Linked DNA regions of Mus musculus: regions 2 and 3 are each linked to region 1. A link is a contact called in public promoter capture Hi-C data. All regions are on one chromosome and are shown on one strand. The core of a region is the stretch at or near the end of the contact, and the rest is flanking DNA. Distances in the headings are between cores, read along the strand shown. Region 1 holds the start of Nop53 (NOP53 ribosome biogenesis factor). Region 2 holds the start of Zswim9 (zinc finger SWIM-type containing 9). Region 3 holds the start of Zbtb45 (zinc finger and BTB domain containing 45).

Region 1 (3,410 bases), core at 41-2,540:
TGATCTCCACCACCAATGTTCCCTCTCCTTCTCTGTCCCCTCTCTCTGCCCTCATGATTCTGCCCCCCATCTGTCTGCCTGTCTATCTGTCCACTTGTCTGCCTCTGTCCCTTCACCAAGTCCCACAGTACTCTTGCGTTCCCCCCAATAAACCTTTACACTAGGTCTGTTTTATGGTGTAACTTCTCAGGGGTACACCTTGGCCAGGCCCTCCAAAAATACTCCCTTGCCACATTATATTTCATAACGGCGTGTAAGCATATATGCCACCACAGCATACCTTGTGAAGGTCAAGAACAAACAGCTTGCAGGTATTGGCTTTTTCCAACATATGGGTTATGAGGATTAATCTGAGGCTTGGCAGCAACAGCCTTTCTCTACTGAGGTATCTTGGCAGCCCCACACCCAGCATCTTCTTTAATAAAAAGAGTTAAAGAAAATTTGACTGGACTCCGTCCCTTGGCAGTTACTATTTGGGAAGGAGGGGTGTCCTTCAATGGCATACACACTGGTCAGTTGCCTCTGATCTAGTAACTAACTCTTCACTCATTGCTGGTACAAAAAATCCTAGTAAATCCAGTACGTCACAAAACTACAAAGACACAAGGGAGGAGGGCATTTGGGGGAAAGAAGGGTAGTTCAGTAGGAGTGAGAAGGCAAAGGGAAGCAAAAATGGCAAGGCACGTATGAAACTGGTCTACAGAGTGAGTTCCAGGACAGCCAGGGTTATACAGAGAAACCCTCTCCCGAAAAACCAAACCAAGAAAGCAAGCAAGCAAGCAAGCAAACAAAAAACTTGTATAACTAACAAAATGGTTTGAGTAAAATTTTATGATACCGGGTAAGGTAAATTACTCAGAGTGAGAACCAAGAATCCACATAGCCTACTCCCTACCAACCCGAAATTGCAGGTCGAATCTCTGAATTCGAGGTCAGCCTGGTCTACAGAGTGAGTTAACAGACAGCTAGGCTACACAAAGAAACCCTGCCTTTTGTTGTTGTTGTTTTGTTTTTTCAAGACAGGGTTTCTCTGTGTAGCCCTGGCTGTCCTGGAACTCAGTCTGTAGACCAGGCTGGCCTCGAACTCAGAAATCCACCTGCCTCTGCCTCCCGAGTGCTGGGATTAAAGGCGTGCGTCACCACGCCCGGCTCGAACATTTTTAAAATAAGAAGAGACTGAACGTGATGATTTATCCTTTTGCCAAGACGTAAAACTCTCTATGTAAAAACTACGCTTTATCAAGATGGTCGCAAACAGGAAGTGCGTCATATTACGTCACTCGAGACGCGCACGTTCCAAACCGGATATCGGAGTTAGAGCGACTAAGCTCTTCCTTTAAGAAGATGGCTGCGGGTGGTAACAGGGACGGTGAGAAGCGCGGCTCGAGAAGCCAGGCGGACTCTGGCTTCCTGGGGCTGCGGCCGACCTCGGTGGATCCCGCTCTGAGGCGGCGGCGGCGGGGCCCCAGAAACAAGAAGCGCGGCTGGAGGAGGCTCGCCGAGGAGCCGCTGGGGTTAGAGGTCGACCAGTTCCTGGAAGACGTCCGGCTACAGGAGCGCACGACCGGGTACGTGGGGCGGGACTTCCGGTGGCGTGGCCGTGCGCTTTGCGACCTGGTGCTAGACGGACCGGGCATCCCGGCTCGGTGTGGGAGACCTATCAATAGTATCTTTAACAAATAAGCGTGCGAAAATCCCAACAAAGTTTAAGTTTTCCCCTAGTTTTTTTTAAAATTTGAAACAGGGCCTCACTATGTAGGACGACCTGGCACTCGGTATGTAGACAAGCCTGGCTCCGAACTCAAGTTTCCTCTGCCGCCGGAGTGCTGGCATTAAAACCTTTTGCTACAGAGTTTGAATTTCAAGTGAAAGAGAATAAAGTACGTTCACCCCATCGTGGTACATTTTAAATTCTGTGTGAAAGCTCCAGGTGTAGCCCATGGTTTGAGGAAGAGTTGGGATGGGCCCAAAAAGTTAGACCCCTAAGGGTCTGTTATCTTTCCAGCATTACTTTGGCAAATAGTCTGCATTTTTATCCTTCAGTGGCTTGTTGGCAGAGGCCCCAAACGAAAAGCTCTTCTTCGTGGACACAGGATTCAAGAGAAAAGGTGAGGAGTGCTCTTATGAAGTTGTGTGCTGGTGGTTCTCTGAGTCTTGCACCCGTGAGATCTGCATTGATGACATAATTTAAAGCAAAGCACACACACACACTCTCTCTCTCTTTCTCTCTCTCTCATTTTGGAAACAGTCTTGATCACAAGTTTGGAGGGGAGGGGGGATCGAGACAGGGTTTCTCTGTGTATCCCTGGCTGTCCTGGAACTCACTCTGTAGACCAGGCTGGCCTTGAACTCAGAAATCCACCTGTCCCTGCCTCCCCGAGTCAGTGCTGGGTGTGGTTCATCACCACAGTCTTACCATGTATACCATATTGGCCTCAAACTTAGATCTGCTTGCCTCTGCCTCCTGAGTGCTGGAAATAAAGGTATGCTTTACCACTGGAGACTAGAAGGGGCAGTCTTTAGTATAAAGAATTACTTTGAATGGCTTTGAAACAAGCTTGAGATGATTAAGAAAGGTGACCTGTTGTTCATTTTTGTTTGGTTTTATTGAGCTGTATCATTCAGCTTTTTTTTTTTTTGTCCCCCTTCCCCAAAGAATATGATAGCAAGCATGATAACCCACAACGTTAATTTCTCTGAGTTGCAGGCCAGCCTGGTCTACATAGTGAGCTCCAGGACAGCCAGGCCTACACAATGAGACCTTGTCTCAAAACAGAGAGAACAAGAGGATCTCTTTTAGCCAGGAGGAAGGAAACATGTCTTGGCAAGATGGCTTTACTCCAGCAGAACTTGGGCTGGGACCTGCTGGGACATGAAAATAAGGGCAAGTTAGGGATTGCTTTGCTGAGTGGGGTTTTCACCAAGGAGGCAGAAAAACACTTAAAATGGGAAGCCTGGTTCAGCAGGTACTGAAAACAAGCCAGTGCCTGGTCCAGCAGGACAGCCAGTGGCTTTGCAGAACAAGCTGGCAGCTTTGCCAGCAGCCAGGCACTTTAGTATGCACGATGTGAGTCAAGGGGTCCTGTTCATGAAAACCTTCTTGACAAGGTCGGGAGAACCCAGGGAAGCTGTGTGGGGACCCGGGGACGTTAACATCTAAGGTAATGGGTTCCATCTGCCCCACTCAGGCCAGGTCATGGAGTTTTAAATCTAGGTTCTGTGTGCAAGGGGAAACATGGCGTTTATCATTCTGAGTTATGTTCATTTTTGATTCAGTAATAGCTATGCTTTGTTTTTGTTTTGAGACAAGGTCTTCTTCTGTACGTAGGCTACCTAAAAGGTCACGGTGTGGCCCAGGCTGGCCTGGAACTTAACGTCCTCCTACCTCAGCCTCCCAAGTGCTTGGATTA
Region 2 (3,395 bases), core at 115-2,614, 2.7 Mb after region 1:
AAAGGGGAACACAACTCTTAAGGAAATAAAAGAACAAGTGTATTCAGGGACTGCCGAGACGGCTCAGTGGGTAAGAGTGCCTGCTGTTAAAAAGAGAGAGAGAACATGAGTTTGAATCTCCAGCACCCATGTTATAATAATAATAATAATAATAATGTCAGGCAGGCATGGTTGTACATGCCTGTAAACCCAGCATTATGGGATAGATACAGGTGGATCTATCTTAATGGTGACTGCTCTCCATAGAATGAGAAAATTTTACTGACATTTATTTTTTTTCACATTTTTATTCTTTGAGAGTTAAGTTTCGTTATCTGCCCCCTTCCCCTTTATATTACTGAAGATAGAACCCAGGCAGGGTCTGTTGCTGCTAGGAAAACACTGTACCACTAAGCTATATCTGAAGCCTTCCTTGGCTGCCAAATGCCAAAGGCCAGCTTCCCTTTCCAAATGTCCATCCTCACCCTGACAACTTCCCTCTGTCCTCCCTGTTCAAGTTTCTCTGCCTCTTCAACTCCATATACACTAAGCAACAAGACCTGACCCTCCCCTAAGTGTCTGCAGATCTCCAGTCTTATCCCATCCGTGCCCCTTCTGGCAGCCAAGCTCACCTTTTCCCTGGCTCCTGACACTCATCGCGCCAAGCTTCTCTAGTCTTCAAATCGGACCACTATCTGACCAATGACGTCACCTTGCTTTCATTACAAGCGTCCCATAACACCAAGCATCCCACACCGATTGATAGCAGGCGTCCAGGGTGAAACACCACACTCAAGCCTTCCTTTCCGGCCCCAGGCCGCCCCTCTTCTCTTGGCGCCACTAATTCTGATGGCCACGCCCACCGCCAGGCTTTCTCCCTAGTCACGCCCTTCCAAGCCGCCACCAGTCCTCCGCAGACACCAAAACTCCTGCGGCCTTGGTCAACCAGTCAATCAGTCAGCCAGTCAGCCAGTGGCTCTCCCTGTACACGGCTCCTTGCTGCCCTCTCTCCTGCGCCCTCGGTCGCCGCGACGTCCCCATTCCCGTTCCGCTGGCCGCACCCGGAACCTGCAAAGCTCACTGGCGACAAGCGCTCGGCACTCTCGCCGACCCCAGCCCCAAGCCCGTGCCCACGTCCCCACTTGCCTCTCCAAATCACTTTGCCGGACGCCGCCACACTCGCTCACTCGCTCGCTCGCTCGCTCAGAGACGCAAACCCGAAATCCCCAAATTCGCGCCACACAGATTTCGCGCGCACTTTGGCGGGAGGGGGCGGAGACGAGCAAGGGCGGGGGCCTGCGAGTAGCGCGTGCCGCAACTATCGCCCGGAGGCTGCTGGGAGTTGTAGTCTCTAGAGCGTGAGGCAGCCTAGAAATGGGACAGAGTGGGGAGAGGGAGGGGCGCTGTCCCGCACAGCATGCTGGGAAGCGGCCCCAAGCCTGTCCTCCCTGTGGATGAGCCGGTGAGCCTGCGAGGTCGTAAGGGTGACAGTCGGGGAGAAGAGAAGGGTTGGTGGAAAGCCACCTTGCCAGGCACTAGGGGAAGAAAGGCGGGATACCGCGCGGGGCATCCCGGGAGCAAGGGCCGGGCTGGGCTTGGGCGCGAGGCATTGTGGGAGGTGGACGCCGCTTTGGGTTGGGTAGGTGAGTTGAGGGGGAGGGGGCCGGAAGGGTGCACAGCTTTAGGAGTGGAGAAGCACCGCTATGTGGGATGGTCAGGCCGGGAGGAGCAGCGGAGAGACAGGTTGAGAGAGTCTCGAGAGGTGGGAACTGGATAAAAGGGGCTGTGCAAGGGACAAGAGGCTCAGCGGGACGTGGGGGCCCGGGGGAGCATTAGTAGTGAAGAAGCCCATCTGAGGACAAGGCGCCGTGTCCAAAACGAAGATACACATTGAGAATAGTAGCAATTTCTGGGAAGAGGGGACTGCAACTTGGCCCAGGAGGAGAATAAGTCTTAGGAGTATGGACCAAAGATGACTATTGGTGACACTTCTGAGTTGAATTTGCCACAAGTGGGCCACACCCCTGTAGGCGAATGATCCCTGACTGGACATGGGCAGCACATCTGGAGATAAGAGCATCTCTGGGAAGCAAAAAACACAGATCAAAGTAGCAGTTCAAGGCAGTCATATCTGAGGGGCAACAGCTGCACATTTGATACACCTAGGGAGAAGAAAGGTGTATGAGGATTATGACTGGGATGAGAGATTCATGCCTTAGCTATGAGAGTAGATATGAGTTACACTCAAATGTAGACTTGTGGGAAAGGGAGCTACAGATGAATGGGACTACTAGATATTATCACCAGGCATAGGACTCACATCTGGAAGAAGGAGAAATCTTAGCAAGAAGCTGGGAATACATTTGCAAAGATGCTCACAGCTGAGCTAAAGGCAAGATATGTAGAACTGATTCCATTTGTACCTAGAGGTCACATCTAAGGCAACTGGAACTAGGATTGAAATTGATTAAATGCCAACTGAATCTGGGAAGGCAACAGGTGAACCACAAAAATGGGATGGAGATTCCTATCTGGAAAGCAAACAATGAAACCACTTTGATTTGTCTGAGACGTACCTGAGGCAGCAGTAGCTGATAAGACAGTCTGATGATGAAATTGTGGTAACCCAGGTGGAGATGGGTCTGATGTCCAGCTCTTCTCCCCACTTCTACTCAAGGTCCCAGGATGGAGCTGACAGAGCCCTTACCGAGCGCAGCCGTGCAGAAGGAGGAACAGGAATTGTTGGATCGAACTTTCTTCTCTTGGGCTGAGTTCAGCCGCTTCTTCGACAAGTGGTGCCAGCAGCGACTGGTAGTCTTCTCGGTGAAGAGCTCCACACGTGTGGCACGAAGCCCCTGGGCCAACACGCCCCCACTCTACAGGCTTATCCACGTGCTCAAGTACAGCTACGTGCTGCTGGTGTGCAAGGATGTGCGCATGCCCAACAAGTCCACAGCGTGGTGCGTGAGCCTGAGCTGTGACCCTACAGGGGGAGGGGAGCAAGGGGTGAGCCAAACAGCTTCCAACCCACAGGTTTAATACCAGGGAGAGAAGCCCACTGATTCTGCCAAGTACAGAAAAGCCAGGCAGGACAGATTCAAGGAAGGATACTTACTGAGATGGAGTCTGAGCCAGGAAATAAATAAGACTCAATACAAAACAACCCAGACTTGATATACAGGGTTTAGTAGAGGCCATTGTAGAGAGTGAGAGGCATACTGAAACAAGCCAAAAGACAGGGGAGAATTGATTGTCCCCCAAATACCAGAGCCAGCTAGCGAAGTTGGTGGGCCAGGTCTTGCACATCTACAAAAAGCAGCCTGGAAGACTGAACTGTGAAGAAAGCCATAAGAAAGGAAGATATCTCCAGTCAGTGTAGAACCAGATCCTGTTCTGGGAGCTGGGGTTATTTTAGA
Region 3 (3,877 bases), core at 1,289-3,788, 2.9 Mb after region 1:
AGATTTGGGAGGATGGTTTTAGATTTCGAACTCCTTCTTCTCAGATTAACTTGATGATGCTTATAGGCCTATAATGTAAAGCTCAAAGGCAGCCCAGGATAGGGCTGTGCCTGTGTGTTACTATAGGAGGCTCCAAGATGGAGGATACAATTTACATGACAGAAGATTAAGAAGCCTCAAGATAAGGAGAGCCTGGTGGCATAGCAATCTAATAAGAAGGTGAGGGAAGCTGGGCATGGTGGCGCAAGCCTTAATCCCAGCACTTGGGAGGCAGAGGCAGGTGGATTTCTGAGTTCGAGGCCAGCCTGGTCTACAAAGTGAGTTCCAGGACAGCCAGGGCTATACAGAGAAACCCTGTCTCGAAAAACCAGAAAAAAAAAAAAGGAAAAAAAAAATGTGAGGGAACCACATGGGCACAGAGAAGGGTCCATTTGCTGAGGAGAAATGAGCAAAGAGAAAGGCTGTCCAGTGTGAAGGGAGTGATTTAGCGGGCGAAGGCAAAGTCTCTTTCTATCTATCTTTCTTTTTAAAAAAGATGTATTTATCATTATATCTAAGTACACTGTAGCTGTCCTCAGATGCACCAGAAGAGGACATCGGATCTCATTAGGGATGGTTGTGAGCCACCATGTGGTTGCTGGGATCTGAACTCAGGATCTTCGGAAGAGCAGTAGGTGCTCTTACCCATTGAACCATCTCTCCAGCCCGCAAGATCTCTTTCTTGGGCTAAGAATCTTAAGAGATAAAGGTGCCAGACCATTATGCTTGTCATTTTGCTGTTAATCCATCCTTCCTTCCTTCCTTCCTTCCTTCCTTCCTTCCCCTCTGTCTCTCTCTTTTTAAAAAGATTTATTTCCTTAATGTATATATGAGTATACAGTAGCTGTCTTCAGACACACCAGAAGAAGGCATCAGACCCCATTACAGATGGTTGTGAGCCACCATGTGGTTGCTGGGAGTTGAACTCAGGACCTCTGGAAGAGCAGTCAGTGCTCTTAACTGCTGAGCCATCTCTCTAGCCTGCTATTAATTATTTCAACCCAGGATCTCATGCATGCAAGCAATTGTCCCAGCTCATTTACTTGGGTGTTTTTTATTGTTTTTGTTTTGTTTTGCTAAGCAGGTTCTTATGGTTGAGGCTGTCTTAAACTCCCATTCGTCCAGCTTCTCCCTCTCAAGTAATAGGATTACAAGCATTCCTAGCTGTTAAATTTTGAGGGTCCCCCCCCTCCTATAGCATCCTATGTAACCCAGATTGGGCTCAACTCTGATATCTGGGGGGTGACCTTGAACTTCTGACGCTCCTGCCTCAACCTCTGAGGTTTTTTTTTTTGTTTTTTTTTTTTTTTTTTGGTTTTTCGAGACAGGGTTTCTCTGTATAGTCTTGGCTATCCTGGAACTCTCACTTTGTAGACCAGGCTGGCCTCGAACTCAGAGATCCTCCTGCCTTTGCCTCCCAAGTGCTGGGATTATAGGCATACGCCACCACCGCCTGGCTTCCCCAGACTTTCAAACACACATACAACACAGCTACCCAGCATGGGTCCAGGATGGGGAACAAAACATCCTGACATCTTCCTCATGCGGCACCACCCACTAGATTCCTCAGTACCATTCACACGGAGGCCCAGAGCTCTATGCCTCTCTTTTGCCTTACATAGTGGTTGATTGATTGCCCCAAGAACAGAGGGGAAGGGAAGGCCAACCCACCACTTGAGAGGTTTGGTTCATGGGTGTCTTGGACAACAAAAGGACCACGTAGGAGCCCCGCTTGGACAACTCTCTGGCTGTTCTCTCCCTCTACGCACTTAGTCCCTGCTCCTTGGTATCTGACTACTTCCGAGCCCACTTCGTGTCCTACATTCTATTCTGATCTGTGGCCAAGCTGGGGTTCTTCAACCATTCATTTATAGAGCAGCGAATTCCCGAGAGTCTGGGTGGGGTGAGGTGGGAGCACCGAATGAGGAGGCTTCCTTGGGAAGGTGGGCCTGTGTTCTTTAGATGACTGCAGGGAAGCTCTGCAAAGCTTCTTCATCTGGGGTGCGAGCAGAAGTGACTCAAGAGAAACTTCTCGGGGCTGAAGAGATGGCTCAGCGGTTCACTGCCATCGGTAATGGGAGCTGATGCCCTCTTCTGGTGTGTCTGAAGAGAGTTAATAATGTACTCGCATAAAATAAATAGAAAATAAATAAATCGAGAGAGAGAGAGAGAGAGAGAGAGAGAGAAACTTTTCCCGTGTAAGAGAAAAGCCACCTGGGAGAAAAAAAAAAAGCCTCTGGATTCCATCCAGCGCCCTCTCCAGACCCGCTGAGAGTACTGAGGGCGTGGCCCGAGGAGTGATTGACAGCTCGCTCGGATCAGCCTGGAGACGACGGACTCCTGCTCCTTCTGCCTACTGATCCCCAGCTCTTCGGTCCCCAGCTTCTGCGATTTTGGTTGTGGCGCGGACCAGACCGGAAGTTCTGCTCAACGACTGCCTAGTCTAAAGAGGAACACCGGAAACGTGCTCCCGACTATCGTTCCGCCTGTGCCGAGGCTATCTGTTCCGCTTCAGCGCCCGGAAGTGCGGCCTTCAAGTTGACAAGCAGGAGGACCTGCAGGACCTGCTGCCTGAGGAGTCGGAGGTGGGGTCGAGCGGGCATCCCCCTGCCTCAGAGTCCCAGAGAAGGCTGGGGCGTGCCAGGAGCGGCACGCCTGCGTGAGGATCGGTGTGCACGTTGCGAACACAAGAGGGCGCTGCAGGATCGGGGCAGGGTGCGGAGGCGGGAAACTGGGGGTAGATGTAGCGGGCCTGAAGGGGACTCTGGCATAGATAGGGTGGGAGTGAGACAGGCTGATGGAACAAGGTGCATGGCATGGGTGAGGGAGTTGTAGCGAGAATGCTGTAGGAGATGTGGGAGAGTGTGCCTTTGTTCTGAGGCATTCAGGAAGGTTCTGCTGCATCTGAGGAGTCCGGGCGTTCGAGAAGTAGGGTATGGATGGGGTTGAGGAAGAGTTATGGGTTGGCATATTATTTGAAAAAGGAGGCCGCTTGGCAGAGACAGGTTCAAAGCCTTGGTGGGTTTGAAGAATTAATTCATCATCATAGAGGTCCCAGATAAACCCGGTTCGCAGGCTCCCTCTGGCGGCCACGTGAGGGAAAGGCCTGGAGGTGGGAGTGTGGAAGGGACCCTGCATGGCGACTTCCAGTAGGCCAGGCCAGTGGTAACTGACACAATGTGTGCAATACTCCGAGAGAAAGGGAAGGGTGTTTTTGTGTTAAGGATCTAGAATCGTTGAGTCTGAGATCTCAGTAGTCCTTTTGTAAGGGGCAGGATTAAATGGGGCCCTGCTCTGGGTCTGTCCTAGAGAGACAGGCTGGTGGTCAGGGCGAATCCTGAATCTTGATTCTCTTCCCTTAGAGCAGTGTATGCAATCTGATCCAAGGGAAACACCCTTGTTTGCTGAATAAGGAAACAGGCCCAGAGACCTGGAGATATTTGCTTGATGGGTTAACTGACAATTCTGATTCCCAGCTCCTTTGCGGAGGGCGTGTGTGTGTGTGTGTGTGTGTGTGTGTGTGTGCGTGTGCGTGTGTGTGTGTGTGTGTGTGTGTGTGTGTGTGTGTGATGGAAGAATCTGTCTTCCCTCAGTATGATTAGTGCCAGGATGATAGTCTCGGGTTCATAAGAACTATGGGGATTGCTAAACAACACTGAATTTCAGCTTGCTGGCCTTTCACATCACTGGTGCATTTTCAAAGCCCAAAGTTAGCACCTCTCAGGTGATGCAAAGAAGAAACAAGGTTGCAAAGGCCTTGTTATATGTACTGTTTATTTGCTTCCCTTGGGTATGGCAGGCACAAATCCTCAGCCTCAAGGGGTGTTCCTAAATGATT

Evidence for each region. Promoter capture Hi-C pulls out the DNA fragments that hold promoters and counts their contacts. Capture Hi-C pulls out chosen DNA fragments and counts their contacts.
Region 2: a promoter capture Hi-C map of liver shows a contact between it and region 1, with 3 times the contacts expected there. The contact joins the promoter of Zswim9 here to the promoter of Nop53 in region 1. A contact is called at or near these places in 3 of 39 promoter capture datasets (cranial neural crest, frontonasal cranial neural crest and hippocampal neurons), 2 of 115 datasets of contacts at active chromatin or transcription factors (astrocytes and embryonic forebrain) and 1 of 9 other capture datasets (liver).
Region 3: a promoter capture Hi-C map of embryonic stem cells shows a contact between it and region 1. The contact joins the promoter of Zbtb45 here to the promoter of Nop53 in region 1. A contact is called at or near these places in 7 of 39 promoter capture datasets (the C10 cell line, cranial neural crest, embryonic stem cells and 3 more), 1 of 484 Hi-C or Micro-C datasets (B cells), 3 of 115 datasets of contacts at active chromatin or transcription factors (all in embryonic stem cells) and 1 of 9 other capture datasets (liver).

Annotation. Positions count from the first base shown.
Region 1 is chr7:15,943,988-15,947,397 of GRCm38.p6, reverse strand. Nop53 (NOP53 ribosome biogenesis factor) reads left to right here and starts at 1,290. Exons shown (of 13, transcript NM_133831.3): 1 at 1,290-1,568; 2 at 2,044-2,108. The coding sequence starts at 1,345. Gm24576 (a long non-coding RNA gene) reads right to left here and starts at 1,305. Exons shown (of 2, transcript XR_391165.4): 1 at 1,098-1,305; 2 at 1-937. It also overlaps a transcript of Ehd2 not described here.
Region 2 is chr7:13,276,690-13,280,084 of GRCm38.p6, reverse strand. It overlaps Zswim9 (zinc finger SWIM-type containing 9), which reads left to right and starts at 1,364. Exons shown (of 5, transcript NM_177312.4): 1 at 1,364-1,441; 2 at 2,657-2,939. The coding sequence starts at 2,665. Lig1 (ligase I, DNA, ATP-dependent) reads right to left here and starts at 1,259. Exons shown (of 29, transcript NM_010715.3): 1 at 1,126-1,259.
Region 3 is chr7:13,008,513-13,012,389 of GRCm38.p6, reverse strand. It overlaps Zbtb45 (zinc finger and BTB domain containing 45), which reads left to right and starts at 2,538. Exons shown (of 3, transcript NM_001360833.1): 1 at 2,538-2,754.